3 separate regions of the Mus musculus genome follow, and regions 2 and 3 are each linked to region 1. A link is a contact called in public ChIA-PET and promoter capture Hi-C data. All regions are on one chromosome and are shown on one strand. Each heading gives the region's core, a stretch centred on a gene start, on an enhancer-like site or on the middle of the called end of the contact. The rest is flanking DNA. Distances are from core to core; before and after follow the strand shown.

Region 1 (2,700 bases), core at 98-2,597:
TGATATTTACATATACATTTTTTAAATCCACCATCTAGCACTATAATTTCTAATGTTCCAAAATACCTTTTCACTCAGAAACACAGCACCAAATGCAGTTTCACAAACTAGCTAACTCTTAATGAGAAAATCTTCAGGTCAGAGTATCGCCACAGAAGAGCACAAACCAACAATGTGCTGATGCAGGTGGCCATATGAACAGTAAGAAGTACACGTCATCCTATTCCCTGAGTAATGTCTGTCAGACAGAAAATTAAGAACAAAACAACATACACTTTTCTTTAACCTCCTGTCTTGACAACTTTCTTCTGATTCAAATTTAAAAATCAATTATATTATCTCCCAAGTAAACACTTTTCTTTTTTTATTGTTGTTCTGAGACAGGGTTCCAGGCTGTCTTAGAACTCACAATGTAGCCCAGGCTGACCTCAAAATCATAGAGACCCTCCTGCCTCTGCCTCCTGAGTGCTTTAGGCATACACCACCATACCCAGCAGGAAAACACTTTTCAATTAATTTATTTTACTTCTGTATTTAAAATACCTTGTCAACAATATAGACCATCTGATAAGAGCCCACACATCTTTTAACCAAAAAGGTCTATAAGAGGCTCCTGACAAGGTTCCCTGTCACAACAGTGTGAAGGACACTGCCTTCTCGAAGCAGTATGGGCACTACAGGTCTGTCTCCACAATAATACCATTTTTGTAAAGGCCACAAGACAACACTGTCATAGTGTAGGACTCTCAGCAATACAAATTCGTTCCAGCAGAGAACATGGCTGTGCTGAAAACAGAGAGCTCCAGAAAGAAAAGACTGGCCTTCTTCAGTCTCAACCTATGTTTTCTAGTCTCCAACTGTACATACTTTTAAATATTTAATAAGATATACCAGATTGCCACAGGATGTTTAATTAATAGAATAAGAGTTTGGGCAAGACTCAATGGAAAGGTGCTATAAATTATTTTATACAGCTCCCAAACCCTTGCATTTGCCTTAGGCTTAAAGTTCCTAGAAAACCTGGTAGACAGAGTTTTTACAACAAAAATACAAAATAAATCATAAAAATGCTGTGGTTATATATGAGGTCTCATTTGCACATTGGTAACTAGTACGTAAACACACACCCACACAAATTATTTCTGGTTCTCTGTCCCTCACCCATGGCTGACTACATTTGAAGAAGGCATGGCATACTTTCAAATCAATTATTGAAAAATATGCCATCACAATTTGTATGAAGTGTATAAAAACTGTATACTAACTAACTGTCACCAACTTCCATAACTGGGGCTCTCTGGAGGCCTCTGAAAGAAGCTGCTCTCGTGGCAGTTCACTCGGGCGGAGCTTGCACTGCTTTCACTTTTAACATACCAGGGGTCAAGGCAGGAAAATTTAGATCTAATGCCTACTGAGCTATCCAATCTTTGTCTCTAGGATGTCTTAGGCAAGAAAAGACAAACTACTCAACACCTTTGATTCCTATAATTAGAAAGGCCTGCCCTTTAAAAGTCAGGGTTTAAACATAAACTATCAGCCATATAATCTCATTGCTCGATTTCATGGAGTTTAAGATACTATCTTTCTCTCCTACAACCATAAATGCTAATCCAAGCTGTAATCAGATTTAATTTTCCAGATGAGAAGATGGGAATCTGCTGCAAACAGAGTAATCATACACTCCACTGTTCTTTATCTAATGGTATTTTCCAATTTTATACACCAAAACTGTAGGCTAAGAAAATAGTCCAAAAAATTGTAAGAGCTTTTGAGGATCAGTTCAACCTTTCTCTAAACAATTTAGAGGTAAATTTTATGTTCAAGAATTCCTTCTATAATGGGAAGCTAAAAGTTTCCTGACAGTGTGATTATAAACTAGACTGACACAAATAGAAAGCTTCAAAGATGGATATTCTCATTAAACCTATTAAAGCTACAAAAACTTACTATGTTTACTTTATAACCATAAAATACTCAAATTGTTGGTTTAGCATTTTAAGTGAACATAATTATTCTAGGAATGCACTCACTTCTATCATAGTTAAATCTTACCTATTTATAAAGTCAAATTTTAAAAGGAATATTTTAAATACTTTACATAGTTTAAAAATCAGTTTTCCCATTTGAAATGTGAATAAAGAAAATATTCAATAAAAAAAATCAGTGTTCCTTTTCTTGACAATGAAACAGGAAGAGTTTGTCATATTTTTATGTTTTAATTTAAAAATTACTAGTCCTAAAATGGAAATTTGATCCTAAAAACTCAGAAGAAATAAATAAATAAATAGCCCACTAATGAGAAGTACAGTATCTCTAATTTCTTCAAATGAACATTTATTGGTTTCTATATCCCAATGGAATTGTCCCCTAAAAAATTTTTATCACCTACTGTATGTATTCACTTTTTGCTCTAAAACATGAAAACTGAAAGACATAAAAACACTGAGCTGATTTCAACCATGACTCATTTCTAGGAAGCATTTCCTCTCAGCACTAAAATTTCAAATTCAATTACATACTATTTCACAGCAGTCAGTCTAATTACATAGACACAACATACTTGGCCACTGACATATATTAAAAAAAGAGAGAGAGAGAAAGAAAAAGAAAAAGAGAAAGAGAAGAGAAAAGAAAAGAAAAAAAGACAAACAGTGCTTCTCAATGAAGAACAGAAAACCCACCTCTGTGATTAGCAATAGT
Region 2 (2,700 bases), core at 30-2,529, 150 kb after region 1:
TTGCTTCTTGTGAGGGTGGGGGTGAGGCTACCCTCACCTCTGAACTCACCCAGGGTCCTTGGATAGAAGGCACTAAAGGCTTGAAGAAAGCTTGTGTCTGAAGCCATTTATTTTCATAACAAGGACTTTTCATCTTCAAAGCCCTTTACAAGCCATAATTAATCTTCACAACACCTAAGTGAGCTGGGTACACAGCATTACCTAGGTTTTATAGGCCAAGGTAGCCCAGGGGAGACTTTTGGATGGTGAATGACCCTTGGACACTTGACACAAAAGGGACAATTAAACTGCCCCACCTCAGCCTGGCAGGCAGGTCCCATATTCCCCAACCCCAAACCAGACCTTCTCGATTAATCTTCAGAAAGTATTTCCTGATGGCAAAGCAGGCCCTGGAAGGAGGAGAAACCTGGAGATACAGACAAAATCCAAGCCCTGGTGTTATCACTATTTAAATATGGTTGACTTTATTGGTATTATACATTAACTTTATTTAAATAACAATAAATAAGAACAGCATATATTTCCACACTCACACTGAGCATTTCAAAAGCTCTTTTCTACACAACATTTCAGGTGATCTTTATGACAATCATTTTGGTCCAGGTTTTACTTATTGAATACCTATCTTGTGTCACATTGAAGGTATAACAGAAGTGAAGGGGGCTGGCGAGATGGCTCTAGTGGATAAGAGCACTGACTGCTGTTCCGAAGGTCATGAGTTCAAATCCCAGCAACTACATGGTGGCTCAAGACCACCCGTAATAAGATCTGATGCCCTCTTCTGGTGTGTCTGAAGTCAGCTACAGTGTACTTATATATAATAATAAATAAATCTTTGGGCCAGAGCGAGCAAGGAGTTGACCCGAGTGAGCAGACGTCCTAAAAATTCAATTCCCATAAACCAAGGACTAGCTGATAAACTAAATGCATGGATGTGCCTCCCTAAAACCAACACCAGCAAGCATACACCCACTGCTCTTTTGCAGGCTCTGTTTGCTGCCTTCAATCTCAGTGTTGAAATTGCCTTTCGAACTTGAACCAGCCAAAAAAAAAATTCTAAATGAAAAACAGGAATAAAAAGAGCAAAGTCTGAAACCAACTTGAGAAGTGAACAGTGTGTTTGGGCTGCACATGGGTGCCGAAAGCGTGTGACAGCCTTCATGGAGTCGGGACCAAGAGCAGCTGAGCCACGAGCCCTTCCTCGGCCAGGCCTGGCTGCCGGGCCCACTCCGGAAGCCATGGGGCAGCAATGGAAATCGTGGTTGGAGGTTGCCCACAGAAGCTTGTTTACCGACTCCTCAAAGCCACACTTGCCTGCTTCCTCGTTGGTTTCCTGCCACAACATGATCGATTCTTACAGATACATTTCTCTAGAAGTTGAGTGGTGCCAGGCAAACTGTGCCAAAGCAATCTCATTTCCATGTGTGGTCTGGGTGGATTGGGGGAGGCTGCAGGCAGAATCGCTCCGATTTCAGCAACATGGCTTGGAAGGGTGGCATCTCACTCACCTGAGCCTCCCTAGAGTGGTCATCTGACCCAATCCTTCCCCTGCTAGAACCCAGGGCTCCACATTGCCTGCAAGACAGATGGAACTCATGTGTGCAGGGCCACAGGGGATTTGGTGTTTGCCCAATTCCCAGTCTTGGGTGCTATGGTCCCTCCCCACTGCTCTACTGAGCACTTCCGTCTCTCTAATCTCTATCTCTTTTTAGTCCTGCTTGAGCCAACTGGAATGTTCTGCCCTGCCTTGTCCCTGAAGCTAATCCACACCCTGGTTGGAGAGTCAAGCTGAACTGTGGCCAGCCTCACCTTCCTTTTCTTCTGCCCCTCCCAATTAGAAAGAATTAACACCCCCGTGTGAGTTCTTATGTGTACCATACTTAGGACAGGATGTTTCTTAAAATTCGAAACATTGAGTTTATAAAACATAGAAAGGACTAAATACCATATTCTGTTTTATTTTCTGAGACAAAGGTCTCACTATGTAGCCCAGGATGAACCCAAGCTCAAAATATACCACTACTCCACCAATTTCTCCATAGTTTCACCAGAAAATTTGTTATTTTTCTGTGTTTTGTAGATCTTTTGGGAAGACATGTTTATTCAAGTCCTCTTTTTTAAATTGGTGTTTTCTTTCCTTTTTGCCTAGATGTTTGGTTTTAAATATGGGAGGAAGAGGTGAACCTGGGGCCTCATGCACCCCAGGCAGTATTGTTCTGTGCTGAGCTACATCCCCAGCCCTTAGTGTTATTATTAATTATTATTCCTACTGCTGTTTAATATGCATGTGTACATGTGAGTGTGGCAGAGGAGCGCACACTTACTGTGCATGTGTGGAGGCCAGAGTATCTCTGTCCCGTGTCTTTCTCTTTTGCTCTCCACCCTACTTCCTAAGATGAGGCTCCTCACTGAACCTGAACTGACTAGCCATCAAAACAAGTTCCCCAGCACTGAGATTACAAGCCCCTGCCACCAGGCCCTACAGTTATGTGGTGCTGGACATCCAAATTCATGTCCTTGTCTATAGCCAAGGCAAGTCTTGAACTTTCGATTCTCCTGCCTTTGTTTCTCAATGAGGCCTGTACCACAAGGTCTGGCTCTAACTAAACTTTTGTTTGTAGTACAACATGCAGGCAGTAAAGTACACACATCATAGAGAACAAGAATATTGACTCTTCCCAGAGAAAACATGTTCCCATT
Region 3 (2,700 bases), core at 184-2,683, 210 kb after region 1:
GAGTTTAAGGTTCAGTACCCAGTACCCACACACAGATGAATAACCGTCTATAACTCCAGGTCCAGAAGATCCAAAGCCTAATCCTGGGCCCCTGGGCACTGCACACATGTGGTGCACATACAAGCGGGCAAAAACACCCATATATATCAAATTTTAAAAATCTTTAAAATTAAAAAAAAAGAAATTAAGTTTAACAGTAGCTCCTATTTGGGGATCTCCTTGGTGCCTTGTGGCCACCTAGATGGTAGGTCTTGTTATCTTCACTTGATGATGAAGTAACAGACTGATCTATTTGAAACAGTCTCTTAAAAAGGACTGCCCAAGCTGAGCCTTGACTCTAGCCTGATACAAAGTTTGGTCTCAAATGGTTCCTGTTTGTAGCATTGACCGGGCAGTTCCTAACTGGTTGGTACAACTCTCTGAGCCAAGAAAGGGTTTCCCCATGAATCACTTATTTGATTCTGTCCAGATCCTTAAGAAGGGTATTTAACATTACCCACATGTTGCTCTCCCTCCCTTCCTGGCTTGTGCCCCCTAGAGTACAGTATCGGAAATTCATCCACTTCTAGGTACTCTAGGTATAGGGCGCAGAGGGAACTAATGTAGACTTGTGAATGAAGGACACTGGACACCCGAGCCAGGGCAGAGATTTGAGAGAAGCCACCTGAAAAGCAAATGTCTGAGTTGGAGTGGAAGGGGCAGGTGTGACACACACCCCTACACACACACACAATCTATATCTACAGTGACACGTGCTAGTGTGCTAGACACAGTTGGGTGTGATTTAAGGGCTTTGTAGTCATCTCTTTTAATCCTCAGAATGTTTCATGTAATTCTGAAAACTTGTTTAGTACAAGTAACATCAACCTGGTTTTCCAGATAAAGAACTTTGGGTCCGAGCCCACAAGGCTACGCAGCTAGCTGAGCTGGACCGGAACTCTGGTCATCCACACGCCTTCTGCCAAAGCCAGGAGGGAACTGAGAAGTGCCCCTGCAAAACTGCGGGCCTGGCCTGGCTCTCCTTGGCTTCTAGAACCAGGAAAGGAGGCTCCAGGTGTAACTATGACGGCCCCCCACTTTCCTCTTGGCTCACTCGGGGTTCCCACAGCTCTCACCCCCGCTGCCCCAAGCAGGGCTGGGCTTGCAGCAGGATAACTGGGTCGGGCACCTAGGTCCAGGGTGAAATATCAGATGACACCTGCAGGGTGGCCTGGATTTAGATGAACCCCGAGAGCCGCTCTTGCAGCCTGGATGTAGCCCCTACTCCTCGACCGGCCGAACCCAGAGACGGAGGGTGGGGGGCGGAGAGGCGAAGGGGTGTGTGTGCTGTGGCCTGCTGAGTACCCCCTGGGGCTTCCTCAAAGCAAGCCAGGAACCGCCTACCACCGAGCCAGTGCGTTGTTTTTCCATCAACAAGCGGCTTACGTAAACTCCCCGCCGCCTCCCAGGGCTGCCAGCGCGGGGGAGGCGCCCTATCTGATCGGGTCTCAGCCAGTGTAGGGGTATCCTGCGTGCCCAGACACAGGCCACCAGCACTCAGGAGGGAGAGCAAGGTCCCCTTCCCCACACCCACTTGGGGGACCCCACCTTCATCTTGCGATTCCACTGTCCTGTCCTGCAAGGAAAACCTCTTCACCTGCCCGCAATGAAGAGCATGTCCTAGAGAGACGGCCAGATGGCCAGCCACCAGCTCACCTGCTCTGCACTCCTTCTTAGTGGGGCATGGGGGTTGGGGAGCAGATTGGTATCTGATAGTGAAGACCAGAGCAGCAATAAAAAAGAAACCCACAAAGAAAACAAAAAACGTGTTTTGTTTAGAAAACTTTTCAAAATCATAGAAAAGTCATTATAGACCATGAACATGCCCATCCTAAAGTTCCCAGTTTTTAAACTTTTGCCTCTTTCCAACCCCTTCTCCAAGGTATCTTTGAATCAAGGGCATATTATTATTCCCATTTTACAGATGGTGACGTTGAAGTTGAAGTAATTTCTCCAAAAGACCCAGGGGAGCTGGAATTAGACTTACACATCTCAGCTGAAAAACAGTTTACCCTGTGTTTTTCTTAATTTTTAGAACTACATTTGTGTGTGTGTATGTGTGTGTGTGTGTGTGTGTGTGTGTGTGTGAGAGAGAGAGAGAGAGAGAGAGAGAGAGAGAGAGAGACCCCATCTGAGTGCATATGGTGGTCAGAGGACAACTTTCCAGAGTCTGTACCTACCTCCCATCAGGTGGGGGCTAAGATGGCAAGCACCTTTATCTGCTGAGACAACTCAGCCCTCCCCACCTCTGTCCCTCCCCCTCCCCTCAACTTCCCTATCTCCCCACCACCCCCACACACCCGTACACTCACTTTGCATTTTTAAAGTTATATTCCCCTACTTCCCCCATGACTACTATACACATAGTCTATGCAGATACCCAGAGCTTTTCCTATCAGTTTCCTTATCAAGATCTTTCCACAGACACCCTTCACACAGGGCTTTTGTTCAGTGTGCACGACTCTGAGCTTTGCCATAGAGATTTTTCCATATAGGAAATTAAAAACTCCTCTGTTCCTTTAAACCAGTGTATATTATTCCACTGAATAGACAGTTGAATATGCGCCCTTCACTAGCTCCCTGTGGGTGAGGAACCAGGCTGCTTCCAGACTGTTAGCATAAGCAGAACTGTGGCAAATGATCTGCATTAGGACAGCGAAC

The links. ChIA-PET counts read pairs in DNA pulled down with a chosen protein or histone mark. Capture Hi-C pulls out chosen DNA fragments and counts their contacts.
Region 2: an RNA polymerase II ChIA-PET map of memory CD8 T cells shows a contact between it and region 1, with 8 read pairs. The contact joins two enhancer-like sites. A contact is called at or near these places in 3 of 115 datasets of contacts at active chromatin or transcription factors (effector CD8 T cells, large pre-B cells and memory CD8 T cells) and 2 of 9 other capture datasets (adipose tissue and pancreatic islet).
Region 3: a contact with region 1 is called in a promoter capture Hi-C map of liver, with 2.2 times the contacts expected there. The contact joins two enhancer-like sites. A contact is called at or near these places in 2 of 39 promoter capture datasets (the C10 cell line and embryonic stem cells), 3 of 15 datasets of contacts at CTCF or cohesin (CD8 T cells, large pre-B cells and pro-B cells), 5 of 484 Hi-C or Micro-C datasets (the C2C12 cell line, the HPC-7 cell line, bone marrow-derived macrophages and 2 more), 6 of 115 datasets of contacts at active chromatin or transcription factors (bone marrow-derived macrophages, embryonic basal ganglia, embryonic forebrain and 3 more) and 4 of 9 other capture datasets (adipose tissue, embryonic stem cells, liver and 1 more).

What each region holds. Positions count from the first base shown.
Region 1 is chr2:38,163,369-38,166,068 of GRCm38.p6, forward strand. All of the region lies in intron 2 of Dennd1a (DENN/MADD domain containing 1A), which reads right to left. Among named protein-coding and RNA genes, the nearest start is that of Dennd1a, 120 kb to the right of the region's middle. Within about 2 kb of position 1,348, at least 67 of the 459 cell types and tissues checked have an H3K27ac peak or open chromatin away from gene starts, as enhancers often do. A contact at or near this core is called in liver and memory CD8 T cells, where this site is marked.
Region 2 is chr2:38,318,027-38,320,726 of GRCm38.p6, forward strand. No RefSeq gene overlaps it. Among named protein-coding and RNA genes, the nearest start is that of Gm46736, 20 kb to the right of the region's middle. Within about 2 kb of position 1,280, at least 25 of the 459 cell types and tissues checked have an H3K27ac peak or open chromatin away from gene starts, as enhancers often do. A contact at or near this core is called in memory CD8 T cells, where this site is marked.
Region 3 is chr2:38,377,993-38,380,692 of GRCm38.p6, forward strand. No RefSeq gene overlaps it. Among named protein-coding and RNA genes, the nearest start is that of Gm13584, 10 kb to the left of the region's middle. Within about 2 kb of position 1,434, at least 39 of the 459 cell types and tissues checked have an H3K27ac peak or open chromatin away from gene starts, as enhancers often do. A contact at or near this core is called in liver, where this site is marked.